Regions from separate parts of the Mus musculus genome. Here region 2 is linked to region 1. The links are chromatin contacts, called in public HiChIP or PLAC-seq maps. All regions are on one chromosome and are shown on one strand. Each heading gives the region's core, a stretch centred on a gene start, on an enhancer-like site or on the middle of the called end of the contact. The rest is flanking DNA. Distances are from core to core; before and after follow the strand shown. Region 1 holds the start of Gpbp1 (GC-rich promoter binding protein 1). Region 2 overlaps Map3k1 (mitogen-activated protein kinase kinase kinase 1).

Evidence for each region. HiChIP or PLAC-seq counts read pairs in DNA pulled down with a chosen protein or histone mark.
Region 2: a contact with region 1 is called in an H3K4me3 HiChIP or PLAC-seq map of the 230-238 cell line, with 18 read pairs. The contact joins the enhancer-like site here to the promoter of Gpbp1 in region 1. A contact is called at or near these places in 2 of 39 promoter capture datasets (the C10 cell line and the HPC-7 cell line), 9 of 115 datasets of contacts at active chromatin or transcription factors (the 230-238 cell line, effector CD8 T cells, embryonic basal ganglia and 5 more) and 3 of 9 other capture datasets (adipose tissue, embryonic stem cells and liver).

Annotation. Positions count from the first base shown.
Region 1 is chr13:111,487,572-111,494,704 of GRCm38.p6, forward strand. It overlaps Gpbp1 (GC-rich promoter binding protein 1), which reads right to left and starts at 2,556. Exons shown (of 13, transcript NM_028487.5): 1 at 2,147-2,556; 2 at 1-799.
Region 2 is chr13:111,775,886-111,783,018 of GRCm38.p6, forward strand. Map3k1 (mitogen-activated protein kinase kinase kinase 1) reads right to left here. Exons shown (of 20, transcript NM_011945.3): 2 at 1-133. Among named protein-coding and RNA genes, the nearest start is that of Map3k1, 30 kb to the right of the region's middle. Within about 2 kb of position 2,951, at least 97 of the 459 cell types and tissues checked have an H3K27ac peak or open chromatin away from gene starts, as enhancers often do. A contact at or near this core is called in the 230-238 cell line, the HPC-7 cell line, effector CD8 T cells and 2 more, where this site is marked.

The DNA of each region.
Region 1 (7,133 bases), core at 1,306-3,805:
GTCAGCTACCCATATTTACTTTGAAGTTTTCATATGGTCAGATCCAGAGTTAGCCAGGTTCCTTGGATTTAAGAGCAAGGTCTTCTTTACTGTTCCATGTATTTGTCACTGTTGTACTTATCCACTCCAGAAGAAATAGCCAATTTATGTGCCAAAAAGCAGAAACAAAAAGAAAAATTTCACATCTGAAGATTACTTCTAAACATCAGCGTGTATAGACAAATAGCTATCTCAATACTACCATGCTGGTGTGAAAATGGAACATCTTACATTCCCAAGTAAATAAAAGATAAAAAGAAAAAAACGCTGTATTCTTTCAATGTCTTCATTTAGAAAAGCTGTCCCATTGTAATATGAAAAAAGCTGAAGTCAAAAATTACTAAAACTTTTAATAAAGGTAAAAAGAACTGCCACAAAACTTCAGCAATATTTAAACAGTAATTTGAAACTGCTGAAACTACTTGGTACACAAATCAAACATATCTTACAGTTTTGGCTGAAGAACACAAACAGGAGAGGGGAAAGAGACAAAAATAACACCAGATGAAATGCTTTAACCACTTATATAATCCGTTTGACCCAAAATACTGAAGAAATGGCTGGGACTTTTAGTAGCTCGTTGAATTTGTTCACTACTATCAATTCACTTCAGAGATGATTCTTGTCAATTTTAATGAACTTCTGGAGCAAAATTGCCCAAAACAAAAACAAAACTGTAATTCCAAAATGGCCACTTGAAATATCCGGGGCCTTTTAAACAAAACCTAGATGATGATCTTCATACGCCAAATTCAACCACCTGTAAAAGTTGTATTAGGAAAAAACAAAAACAAAAAACTTAAGTCAGTTTTTATTTTCAAATCAAAATTAACCCCCATTTGGAAAAAAATTTAACCTCTGGGGAAAAAATTTTTCCCACACAGCCGTAAAAAGAGAGCTGGGGAAAAAGTCTTTTCCTAGCCCTCGATGAAGTCTACTGAATGAAGGGAGTTAGAAAACTGTGGGCGACGATATCACTGAAGAGTTCCGATTTGAACTGGGAACTGGGTGCAGGTAGTACCCTGGAGGTTGCAAGCGCCCAACTTAAAAACTTTGAGCAAATATTCAAACTACGAAAGTGGCCCACGGTCTCAGCAGTGCTCTTCCCCGATTCTCTCCCATGTGCCAAAGGAAAACAAATGGACAGGTGGTGCTGCCACGGAGCGTCGGGGAACCCGACTCCGAGAGTGAGAGGCGGAAAGGAGCGTGACGCTCCTTCCAAAACGCAATCTCGGAGGACGGAGCAGCTGGATTGTCCCCACTACGGCTTAGTAGGAAGGCCGGCGGGCAGGCCGGCGGGCGGGAGGGGAGCGTGGCAAGGCGAGCGTGGCAGGGCGAGTGGCTACGGTTCGCCCGGGGGCTGACTCCCAAGCCCGGGAGAGCAGCGCTCGGCTCCAGGTGCTCGGCCCCATTCCCTTGAAATTAAGCAAACAGGTTTCGGCCAAAACTCCAGGGGTGGGAGGTGCGGGACGCGACCCGTCCACCCCGTTAAGGACCGTGCTCTCCCCGGGAAAATAAACAGGTCCCGTCGGACTCGGGAGCCGACGCGACTTCGGAGCGCTCGCCTTGGGCGAGCAGCCACCACCACCACCGCAACTGCCACGGAGCCCGGCGCGGCGGGGAGGGCGAAGCGCCGCCGAGCACACGGCGGAAGTCCACGGCTCCGCACGCCGCGACTCCAGTCCCCGGTCCCCCGGTTCCCCGGTTCCCGGGGCCGCCTTGCTGGTGGTGGCCCAGGAAGGCGCGCGTGCCGGGGCCTGGGGTCTTAGCCCGACGCCGCGGGCGCCCCGGCCGTTCCCGGCCTTCGCCGCCGAGCACCACCCCCCCCCACCACGGCCGCCGAGGCCCGCCGCCCACCTCGCCCCACGGCCGCCGCCGCCGCCTCCGCTCCGCCGGGCTGAGTCAACGCCGGCCGGGGGGAGGGAGGGAGGGAGGGAGGACGGGCGGGCGCCCCGCGCCTCACGCCTCACGCCGCCCCCCGGCCGCCCGCACCCTCACGCCTCGCGCCACCAACGCCGCTCCCGACCCCTCAAGCCCCAACGCCGACACGGGCAACCCCTCCCCCGGTCCCCGAGACTCCCGTCCGGGGCCCAGGGGACTGTGTTACCTTCTGCCCCACCAGAGGTGCCCCTGGCCTGGGGGTGCCGCTGCGCTCGATCCCGGGAGGAGGTTTTCGGTACTTTGAATAATCCCCTTTTGCCGCTTTTCCCTCCCCCACAACCAGTCTCAGTCCCAAAATGGCGCCGACCCGATCCGCAATGTTCTGGGCCAAGTCTCGCGAGATCGTGGAAGGTGGCGAGGGAGGGGGGACGCAGCGGAGAGGTTGAGAAGTAAGAGGAGGGAGGCGGGGCGAGGGGAAAAGAGGAGGAAGAAAGGGTGCGGAAGCCGCGGTGCAAACGAACCCACTGGGCGGAGCCGGAGGAGGAGGGCCTCCACCACAGAACCTTCTGGCCCAAGTAGCAGCTCACGCCCCAGGTCAGGGAAGCTCCGCCCTCTACGTCGGCGCCTGGGGGAGAGGAAGGGGCGGGGCTAGACCGGGGGCGGGGCTTTGAGGAGGACCCGGAGGCTGGGCCTGGCGCGGGGGAAGGGCGGGGGCGGGGCGGGGGGCGGGGCGGGGAGGCGGAGTCTCGGCGCGGTGACGTCAGGAGCAGCTGGAGCCGGGGATTACCCCCTGCTGCTGACGTGAGGACGGTGAACAATCCGGAACGTTCGGTGGAAGGGGGAATTCCCGTCCGTTCCCTGAGGAGCGCCTCTGTGCAGCCGCGGGCCCTCCCCGAGCTCGGGAACGGTGGGGTGGAGAGGACGAGCGCAGGCGGTCCGGACGGGCAGGCGGGCTCGCAGGGCGTGCGGCGCTTCTGAGTCTGCCCGGCAGCGCCGCGCAACCCGGAACGGCCGGCGGCGGGCGCCGTTCGTTCGGCTCCGCCTGAAGCCCGCCGTGGCTCGCAGGCCGCTCGGCGCGGGCCCTGAGCGCTCCGTGGGCGGAGCCGGCCCTGCCTGAGTGATTGGGCGCCGCAGTCGCGCGCCACGCGGAGCGTGCGGGACGTTAACACGCGGAAGCCGGGTTAGGGAGGCGCGCGAGGCTCGGCTGCAGCCACCGTTCCCCCGGAGTGCGAAGGGCTGCCAGAGAGCATCGCGCTAGTAATTCCTATTTCTAATAACTCCAAAGGAGATGGATTATTTCATCAGCGTTGTCCTGGGTATCCGCATAGCACAAACGATTATTTAAAAAAAAAAAGTTACGGTATTCACTTTCTCTACATATAGCCAAAGGTTCACTCTGGAAAGGTTGGAGATTTAATTCTAAAAGGAAAAAAGTAGAAGAAATGAGGGAGAAGCGTCCTAAAGAGGGAAAATCACCGGAGCGTCATTTCCCAGAAACTTTTTATATGCATTATAGGGTTTGTAGTTTAGTGCGTTACCCCTATAAGTTCGCCGAATGTAAACTCGCCTTAATTTGTACCTCAATCTTTACCCATCTTGCCCCCTAGGTACAAAGGGAAAAAGGGCTTAAAACTAAAGGATGCTTTTTTCAATCGTGCCAATGTCTAAGATGTGTTTTCCTCACTTTTTACATAAGCTGGTTTCATATTTTAGAAATGATCCAGTTACTCCCTGGACCTTGACTACTCAACCTACCCGGTTTAAACTTCCGTTTGTTTTAGGTGGGTTTGAATATGGGTCGAGTGGGGACGGGAGAGGCAAGGATTCGTGTTGCTTTCTCTAAAGAGCTATGTAGAGAACCTTGAACGCCCGATCCTTTTGCCTCTGCTTTACAAACTCTGGGGTCACAACCATGCCCCACCCCGCCCAGCTCTGTTTTAAGTCTTAATCCAAACTCTTTCCACTACACGAGACCTGAATCCATAAAATTAACGTATATTGAAAAAGAACTTGGGTTGCTTTTGAATTTAGCTCGGATCTCAGCTATGTAACCCAAGCTGGCCTGGAGTTCTCCTTATCCCTTCAAAGACACACCACCTGGTTTCTATTTCTAAGAATTGATATCAAACTAGGCAGAACAGGAAGAGGAGGGAATGCATGGGGACATGAGAAGAAAAAGGGTACCTTTCACCAAGAGTCAGGCATTAAATAAGATGAACAGCACCTGCTTTAGAGAAAACTATTCCAAGAAAGTTAAAATATCCTGGAGTCGTGCCTTACATCTATAATCCCAGCATTCTCTGAGTTCAGATTAACCTCGAGGACATAGCAAAATTCCAGGATAGTCAGGGCTACAAATGAGACCCCGCCTCAGATTTAAAGAATGTTAAAATAGCAATGAACTGTGAATAGGTAAGAACATGTAACCTTCAATATGGTCTTACTCCTTTCCCAGATATTTTCTAGAAATTTGAAAGAAGAAACAGAAAACATCCTAACTTCTCTTACAACCCTAGTGATTTAGGGTTTGACTTTGGTGGGAGAGGGGTTCGAGGCAGGGTTTCTCCGTGTAACCTTGGCTGTCCTGGAACTCACCCTGTAGACCAAACTGGCATCCAACTCAAGAGATCTTCCTCTGCCTCCCCTAGTGCTGGGATTAAAGTTGAGCACCACCTGGCTGGTTTAACCTTTTCAACTGTTAACTGCCCAGTATACCTGGAGAACCACCCTGTGATCTTACTTAAGTTCTGTAACAAGCTTTCAAACTTAACTTCAAAGCACATCAAAATCTTAAATATTTTGATACTGTAAAGACAATGAAATGTGCCGGACTTGGAAAAGCCCACAGCCTTGCTCCTGGGTGTGGTGGTCTTTCACTGAGCCCCTCGTTTTACCCACTGGAGTGAGCAAATAATCTACGCTTTAAAAAGCAATCTCTAAGTCTACTCTAACTCCGCTTCACACCGGCTTCTCCTGGAATTCTTTCTGTAGTGAAGTCAAAGGTCCCACATTACCTGAAAACAGTTACTCAGGCTGTTGAGTTCTGCAGTGCAGGCTGCGTCTCAGTCAGCTTGTCCCTATACCACGAACAGAACCAAAGAACAATTCTAAAGGGCCAAGTTCGACAGTGTGCACACTGTGGAATCCAGGAGCTCAAGACCACAAGACCCTGTTTCAAAAAGCCAAAGGAGGATGGGAGAACACGGTTCTTCTAGACGTCAAAGTGGGGGTGTCTTTACTCTTTATACCTGCTAAGCAAGTGTTGTGTAACCACAGAAAAACCAAGGACCTGTTAGCCGTTCCACCAGCCTGCCCGTCGTTTTCTTTTCCCCAGTTAAGGAAGTCTCCACAAGGCACATCAACTGATAGATTACAAGTGAACACAATATTACACCTTCTGGGGGAAGAGATCTTTCTGTAACCAAGCTCTCTGAGATTTTTCTCTTTTGTTTTCAAGAAATTTTAAATTAGTTCTTACTGTAAATATATATATGCCACATGCATCAACTAATATAGCCCAAGATATCAGCCCAAATATACAATGCTGTAGAAGCAAAGGGTTTTTTTTTTTTTTTCTCGCAACTTGCAGGTAAGAGTGAAAACTGGGGAACAGAAAAGTCCACCAACTGAGAACTGGTTTTAAACAAGTATAGGTCCACCAGCACCTGCCTAGCACACGCCAGACCCTGGGCACTGAAACTCTCTGGAGCCACGGAAAAGGCTTTATTCTCCTTCAATTACAGATTTAAAAGGCAGAATTTTGAAAGTCAAGCAAAGCCAAAGTTTATTCAAAAAGGACAGTTTGATTAGGGTTTAAAAGAAAAGCCGGCAGGCAGGTAAGCTGTCAATCTCAGCAGCTGCCCAGAGGTGAAAGAACTGATAAGGAGAAAGACTTTGACTTAAGCCAGCAAGGAAGTCAGGCATATAGAGTAGACAGGACACTCTAGAGAAAGAATTAAAATGCTCACAGAACCAGAAAAGACGTGGCTAATAGGAGTTCTAGGGGCTAGGGACTCTGGGAAGTAAAAGGGCATTCTCTCATTAAAGGGAAAAATTTCCACTGTCTTTTTGAGGAGAGTGGGGCCTTTTGTGTTTTGTGCTTTTGCTTTGCTTTGCTTTTGCTTTGCTTTGCTTTGCTTTGCTTTGCTTTGCTTTGCTTTGCTTTGCTTTGCTTTGCTTTGCTTTGCTTTGCTTTGCTTTGGAGACAGGGTTTCTCTGTGTAACAGCCCTGGACTAGGCTAACCTGAAACTCACAGAGATCTGCCTGCAGAGTGTTGGGATTGAAGGCCTGCAGCACTACCACCTACTCCCGAACCTTTCTTCTTGACCATAAAGAAACGGATAGTCTCATCATACCAAGCCTTTATAGTCACTGTGTCAGTATGATCTCCCAAACCCACAAGAAATAATAAACAATAATTTGAATAGTCATCACAGCAGGACTTTCACTTTAAATATTGTTGTGCATATATTTGAATATATGCAATAGTATATATTTGAATATACTATTTTATAATTAATATTTAAAACTTAATTTCCGCACTAGTAAGATGGCTCAGCAGGTAAAGACATTTGCAGCCAAACTGACTTCAATCCCTGAAACCCATACTGTAGAAGAGAACTTACCTCCTATAAGTTGTCTGCTAACCAAAACACAAATTCACTCATTCATACACACACACACACACACACACACACACCCCACAATAAACAAGTAAAATAACTAAACTGCCCCTCAAAGTGTGCAACCACTAAAAGGAATAAAGTTATGTATTTGAGATAATATATATATGTGGAAAACTGCCTGGCATAGTGGCACACGCCTTTAATCCCAACATTTGGGAGGCAGAGGCAGGTGGATTTCTGGGTCCAAGGCCAGCCTGGTCTACAAAGTGAGTTCCAGGACAGCCAGGGCTATACAGAGAAACCCTGACTCGACAAACCAAAAAAAAAAAAAAAAAAAAAAAAAAAATGTGGGAAACCTTTAAAAATTGTTTTGAAGTCTGGTCTTCCTCTTCTGTGTTCTCATTATAAAGCCCTATCTACTTCCGCATGGGTCTTTAAAAAAAAAAAAAAAATGGTGGCTCCTGGAGAGTGGGTCTCCTCAAGAGCAGGAAAGGATCTTAGCCTCTGAGCTGTATCTCTCCAGCTTCTAATGGCTGTGTGTTTACCCGTCTTTCCCACTGGACTCAAGGATCCCGAGAAGCAGTATT
Region 2 (7,133 bases), core at 1,701-4,200, 290 kb after region 1:
CCTCCTCTCCAACCACTCGTGCTTCCAGGCGGGCATACAGGTCGCCTTGAGCTTCTCCCGGATCATTCTCTCCTCCGGGCGATCCTCCATCTTGTGCAGTCCTTTGAGGGTTTCTTTATTCTCCATCTCTCGACTAAAGTTACGGGAGAAATAAGGACAAGAAAAGCGTCAGGTGCGAGACATGATTCCTAAGCACAAGTAAACAGCTGGTTGTTTTGCCCTGGTGACAGGTGCCTGAAAGGACAGAGTTACAAACCCCCAGAAAAACAGCGGTAAGGGACAAAACCACCACGCATCATGAATTCTGTGTTTAGCGTGCACACCGCTCAGCACTGTCTGCTACCACCAACTTTAACGGTATCTCTAACAAGAGGAGGTTCTACCTAGAAGTTGTAGGCTTCCTAATAATATACAAATGCAGCTCCTTTCTTAGTAGATGCCAGAACAAATCCAAAACATCAGCTATTGCTTTAGCAAAGCCCGCCCACCACACCGATATTACGATATACCAGAAACAGGTATTTGGAAAGCTCCCGACTACCCTTATTTTAGATTTTCTAAGGACTCATGCCGATATCCTGAGACAACACGATCAAGTCTGCGTGTTCCTGGAACAAGATCACTATGACGAAGCTCTTGGTGTATACTTCATAACTAGAGTGGAAAGGACCTGCTACGAACATTTTGACCTTCACTTTATAATAGTGAGTTACCAGAATGAAGATAATCTTTAAGCGAGGGACTTCAGGGAACTAATTACACAAAGTCTAGTAGTTAAAAGCACCATTCTCTGCAAGACCGCTAATTGCAAAGTGCACCCATCCCCACTGGTGTGCGTGCACAAATATGCGTGCGCGCGCAGGCTTCAAAGCCTGGCTCCCGGGGACGGCTAAGCACCTGTATTCTGGGAGAAGGACCCATTTTTTAGAATTCTAGGCTAACTTCAGTAGCTATTTTTGGAAAGCCCGGTAAGGCTAGAGAATAATGATTTTTGTACGCTGACAGGAAGGGGAAACGCTCGTAGAAACACCAGAAACGATGACCTTGAACTCACTCCTGAAGGCTAACTTCGAACTTGTCAGGGAATTTTCCAGTTAATCACAACTCAGAAGCAGCAGCTTGAGTGAAACAAACAAACAGAAACAAAACAAAACAAAAACAAAACAAAAGAAACCCAAGGTACACAGGAGCGGCGAGGGTGTGCTCACCAGACACCAATGAAACACCGAGACTGTGGCCCAAGCAGCACACAGCAAGGACACAGTCGGAAACGACTAGGTGCCCGTGGGAAGAAAAGGACACTCTACATCTGACCTGACACTCTACATCTGACCTGAATCCTGCAAAAGACAGGGCAGGCTACAAAGCAGACATCCTGCTACTCAAAAAAAAAAAAAGGTTCCTAAGCAAGAGGGAACGCCGGGTGGAAAGGCTGCTTAAATGACGGTTCATTTACTTAGCAGGATTTGTTTCCATTGCTGATTCCGTACTGTGATGTTGTTACCATGACGATGGTGATGACAGAGTAAAAGAGGATGTAAGAAAGTCAGACAGGAGGTAAAGGGAGAAGACAGGAGAAAGTGGGTACCTATTTCCTCCTGAAGGAAGCTTCCTTAAAACTCTAAGCAAGGCATGCTTATCAAGGCTCTGGAAGGAAACCAACGGAGGACCCTCGGGCAACCCCTCAGCCATGAAGAGTCACAAGGTTCCAGGCTGCAGTAACAACTGCTGGGGAGACGGGGCGCGCAGGTCTGGCAGGGTCTCTGGAGCTGGCTTATTCTCACTGCCACCCCAGTCTCCCAGGCTCACCCTCCTGCCTTTTCTCCAGCCCCAGGACACAAGGCTCTGGGGTGTCCTGGACAGGCTATGTCCCACCTGACTTCTCACTGAATTCACTTCTACACAGCCACTCAGAGACTGCGTCAGTTCACCCTTTCCCAGCTCAGCTCTTTCTCCTTCAAAGTGATCACTGCAACTTACAAACATGTCTCCTCCTCCCTCCAACTGCAAACTCTACTGGAGACAACTGTCTCCTCCTGGAGCCTTGATAAGTGAGGGTCCCTTGCTGGGCGTTTTCAGGGAGCCTCCTTCAGGCTGGGAGCAGCTCAGAGGAGATAGGTGCTCACACTCCTGCTTCTCTCCCGTCTCCTCACGCGGAGGCACACGCTTCATCGATCCACTGTGCATCAGAGCACAGGCAGTACCGAGTGACCGTTGCCTCAGATGAAACGAGTTATCTTTTACTAACAGCTTCAGCAGTCCTAAGGGCTTCCCTACCACTTCTAGCCCTGAATGACTTCCATGTTAGTATTTTTATCACTCTGCACTTGTGATTACGTCTGGAACTCTGATGTTATTTATTGAGAGAATTCATCATTCCTAAATCAATCTATAAACATAAACAAAGAGTTTTAGCCTTCTCATAAGTATTTTGTATAGTTAATTCTAAAATGCACATTTTTTACACTCTGTCATCTGAAATCTGAATGGCTCTGAGCAATGACATGTAAATTTTTAGGTGACCGTTTTTTCCTTCATAGATTGTAAAATGGTATAATTTGCAAACGCTGAGATCTCAGAAAAACAAAACAAAACATGCAGTACATCCCATTTTTCATGCCACAAAAAAACCAAAACAAACACCCCCCCCCCCCCCCCCACACACACACTGCTTCCGTTGTCCTTGAAGTGGAAAGCAGGAACCAAATCTTCCTCCCGTGCTTACACTGTGGTTTATTCATAGCCTCGCCTGTGCTCCATCCACAGACAGCAGGCTCCTAGCTTGTCGTCCATCCACGGACAGACAGACAGCAGGGTCTCCAGTGGTCAGGCATTTGTGTGTGCACATGTACACAGCAACGACTTGCCAGCCAAGGAACACTACAGCTACAGTAGAATGCGAGCTTCCTTTTTTAACCAAAGCTACTATAGTCAGGAAGCCTTGAAGCTACTAGGAACTTCTGATGGCTGGTTAACCACACTGTGTGGGGTGGGGGGTAGTGTACCATGGCTGTTATTACCTAGAAACATACGGGCTTTTAGCTAAAATAGTTTATACATGTCTGACCTTTTAAGTTAGCTGATTCTAGTAAAGCCAAAATACTTCTGGGGAGAACTACTGGAAGACTTAGAGCAAGAACAAGGCTGCAGTGACATGAGTTTGAAAGGCAAACACTAGCCGACAGGACTGTTCCTGTTGATCCGGGTGCATGGAGCCCAGGCCATTTTATGCTGGATCTAGAACTTTAAAACCCCTCAGCCTGATGTTAGGTTTCCCTAGCTTTTTCTACACGTATGGAGTACGGCTGTGAAACTCTAGGTGCTTCAAGAGTCCCCTTCTGTCTTGGAAGAGGTCGTTTTTATATTATTTATTATGATTATATTAATGTCTGGGTCTAAGCAGCTTACTATGGGTTCATCAGTTCCATAAGCCAGGCCCCTTTCCTGGAGTGCCTTACACGCCAGGCACGCCCCGTTCTTACAGCACTAAGAACACTGACAATTTATACATGTCTTTGCAGATAGTCTGCACACACACACACACACACACACACACACACACGCAATCTGCAAAGTTTCCTATCCTCACGTCTTTAATACAAAATTCCCTACAGTATTCTGTAGTCACTAGCTATTCTATCCTAGCAGGCTACATATCCATTGCAACGCGATCTAAATTCCTGGTTTCCTCACAGCACTGGGAGATCTTACAGGACGGACTGCATTTTCAGCACTTTCCTATGGGAGGAGCCAAGTGTGCTGGGACTGATATACTGTATCAGAGGTGTGTATGTGTGTAGGGGTGGGGGGCAGTCCCCAGGGGCTTTCTCCCTGTTGAGTTCATAGTTGGCTGGTCCAAGAGTGTGCCTTGGTTCAAAGACACTCTATACCGAGATGGTATTGGACATCTTGCAGTTTGAAAGTAGGATGCTTGAAAAGTGTCACTGCATAAAGAGTGGGATCAGAGTAACAAAGAAAAAACTAAGTAAAACAAAACTGTAGGCGCAGATAGAATAAAGAAGTCAGGACTCCGGGAGGACTTAGCTACCGAGGGAGGAACAATAAAAGTAGGCAGGAGGGTTGCACTGGGTCCCTCTGCAGCTACTAGACAATTAGTGCTAGCCTAATACTGCCCCAAGTGACAGGCTGTAACTCCCAAGGGCCACAGGCATGTCTCAGTGAGGGAAGCATTTTCACGATTCTTTAACCAGCTAAGCCAAGATCTCAATGGTATTTATTAAGAGGGTTTTTTCATTATTCCTAAATTAATCTACAAATATAAACCACCTAGTCTGGAATGAAACACCCTAATACACTCTAGTCTCTGGGAAAATCCCAAAAACGGGCTCAGATTTCAGCTTTGCACAACGAAGTCACATAGACATGGCGCTCAATGACGCTCAGAACCCTACCATTTTTTAAAAAGTTGATAGGCTACGTAGTAGTACAAAGGGTTAACTGTGTCCTAGAGGATGGCTCAGCAGGCAACCTGATTTTATAAACCAGGCTTGGGGCACAACTGCACCTGGGAGGCTGAAGCAGGAGGATTGCAAGCTTCACGCCCAGCCTGGGCTATATTAATAATATCTCTCTCTCTCTCCCTCTCTCTCTCTCTGTCTCTGTCTCTCTCTCTCTTAGTGGCATCCATTTTACTACCAGAATTTGAGAAGTACACAAATTCTACTTGTGATTAGGGTGCTCCTGTGTGGCAGGAGCAGCTACTACTAGTGTCCCAACACAATCTTACTGCTTAGCACAGGTCATTCATTAGCACAGATAGGAACTACTTTAATAGTGTAGACTCTGGGTGGCTGTACTAAGGAGACTCTTCATGCCTGTGGTGTCCAGAAGAGAAATTGTGGGAAAGACCCGGGTTCCGTGAGACACAGACTGCTCCCAGACGGGTCTAAGAGCTTACTCTAGCAGGAAATCACACACCAAGGAGCAAGGAGAACAAGGGAACAGCCTAGGACCCTCGGAAAGGGCCAAGAGAGAGCCAGGGAAGTATGCAGTGAGTGGTGGATATGTGAGGACGCCTCACTCAGTACAGGGCGCCGCACGAGCTGTGTTCCTATGATAAAATAAAACCAAACCAAACCTGCTTAGCCGCGACGTCAGTTATTTCTACCGGTGACAAAAAAGAAATGAGTACTGACAGGTCTACTAAACTAGAGGGGAACGTGTGCAGATAGAGACACAAAAACAAAACAAAATCCAAAAATCTGCATTTCAGTATTGGGACAGCTGTGTTTTAGCTAAGTGGACTGTTGCTGGCGACAGCCGGCCTCCTGAGCAGGAAGGTGAAGGGCAGCCCTTCCACCTCTGCCCACTGCAGCGCTCAAGTCTACACAGGCTGTTGGTATATGTAACGGCTAGCACTTCCAAAGCAAGGTCACAGGAGATTTTTTTTTTTTTTCTGAGACAGGGTTTCTCTGTGTAGCCCTGGCTGTCCTGGAACTCACTCTGTAAACCAGGCTGGTCTCGAACTCAGAAATCCGCCTGCCTCTGCCTCCCAAGTGCTGGGATTAAAGGCATGTGTCACCACTGCCCGGCAGACTCAGGTTTCTTCAAGTCCTTTTATTCCACAGCTGCAAAGTGGGAGAGAAACACCAGTGAGCGTGGGGATCATAAGTCATGGTGTTTACCCACAGTGCCGGCCTCCCTTTGATAATGTTAATTGTTTTCTCATCAGTGACTTCTCTTCTATGGCTCGCTTACTTAGAAACTATTGGCCAATTGTACTATTTTGACTTGCTCCAGAATGAAGAGTTCTAGCTCAGGGTGAAACAGACTCAAGGTTAATCATGGCTAAGAAGCAATAATGTCAGCACACAAAGAAAAGTCAGAAAGCCGTGGATTGTGTTTCTGTTTAACCTTCTGTTCTGTGTCTCGGGGCATGAAGGTTTTGGCCTTAACTAATTGACTTGCTCTTGCATTTCCCAAATGCATTTAAATTTTATCTCAAGAAAACAGGCTGGACCCCATGCCCCCATTTCCTGAGCCAGGGTTAGCGATGTCTTTCAAAAACACTCGTGGAGCCAGGTGTGGCAGCATATGCTTTTAGTCTCAGCACTTGGGAGGCAGAGGCAGGCAGAGCTCTGTGAGCTCAAGGCCAGTTTAGTCTACATAGCGAATGAATTCTAGGCCAGCTGGGGCTACATAGTAAGACTTGGTGACAAGACAAACATACAAATGAATAAAACAGAACACTCTTGGGGCTTAGGAGATGGTGGGTAAAGCATTTTCTACACATGCATGAGCACCAAGCACTTACAGTTAGAGAAGTTGGTCATAGAAGCCTCCATAGTAAGCCCAGGGCTGTGAGGCGGAGACAGGAGGATGCTGAAGGTAGCTGGCCCAACCAACCTAGCTAGGGGGCCATGTGAACAATTTCAAAGGGAACCAGAGGATACCCAAAGGTCTTCCTGCTTCTTAACGAGTACTCTTGGTAAGACTGGGTGAAAAGCCACCGTGCACAGTTAATAACAGGGATTATAAAATGTCAGAGAGCAGTTATTCAGCATAAACCACTTTTCAAATTAACCGTGTACAACTGCCAGCATGTACACGTGTGTGCATGCGTGCATGACTGCCAGCATGTACGTGTGTGTATATAAGCGCCAGAGGGTACATGTATGTATTTGTATTTGCATGTGCATGCGTGTACCAGTGGCAGCATGTGCGTACCCTGGTCCACATGTGGAAGCTGCAGTCAACTTCTCAGGAGTCAGGTTTTCCACCTCGGATGTGGGTTGTGAGGCAGGGCTCTCTTGCTCTGCCACTTTCCTCTCCTCCAGCTGGCTGGCCGGCCTACAGCCCCTCGCTGCTTCTCCTGTCCCCACCTCCCATCTTGCCACAGGACTTCTGGGATTAGAGATTCAGACAGCTTTATCTGGCTTTTCCGAGAAGGCCAGGAATTGAAGTCGGGTGGTCAAAGCTTCTATGGCAAGCATCTTAAAGTGCTGATCCATTTCTCTTATATTAGTTTTTAAAGAGTGAATAGTTCTATACGGGTTCCCCTCTCCCCTCCGTACTTGTCAATCACCTGTGACTTCTGAAGTCTATGACGTTTACGACATGCCCAAGTCTTTCTAGACTCTTTTTACACTCACATGTGCACAGAGGTGGGAGTT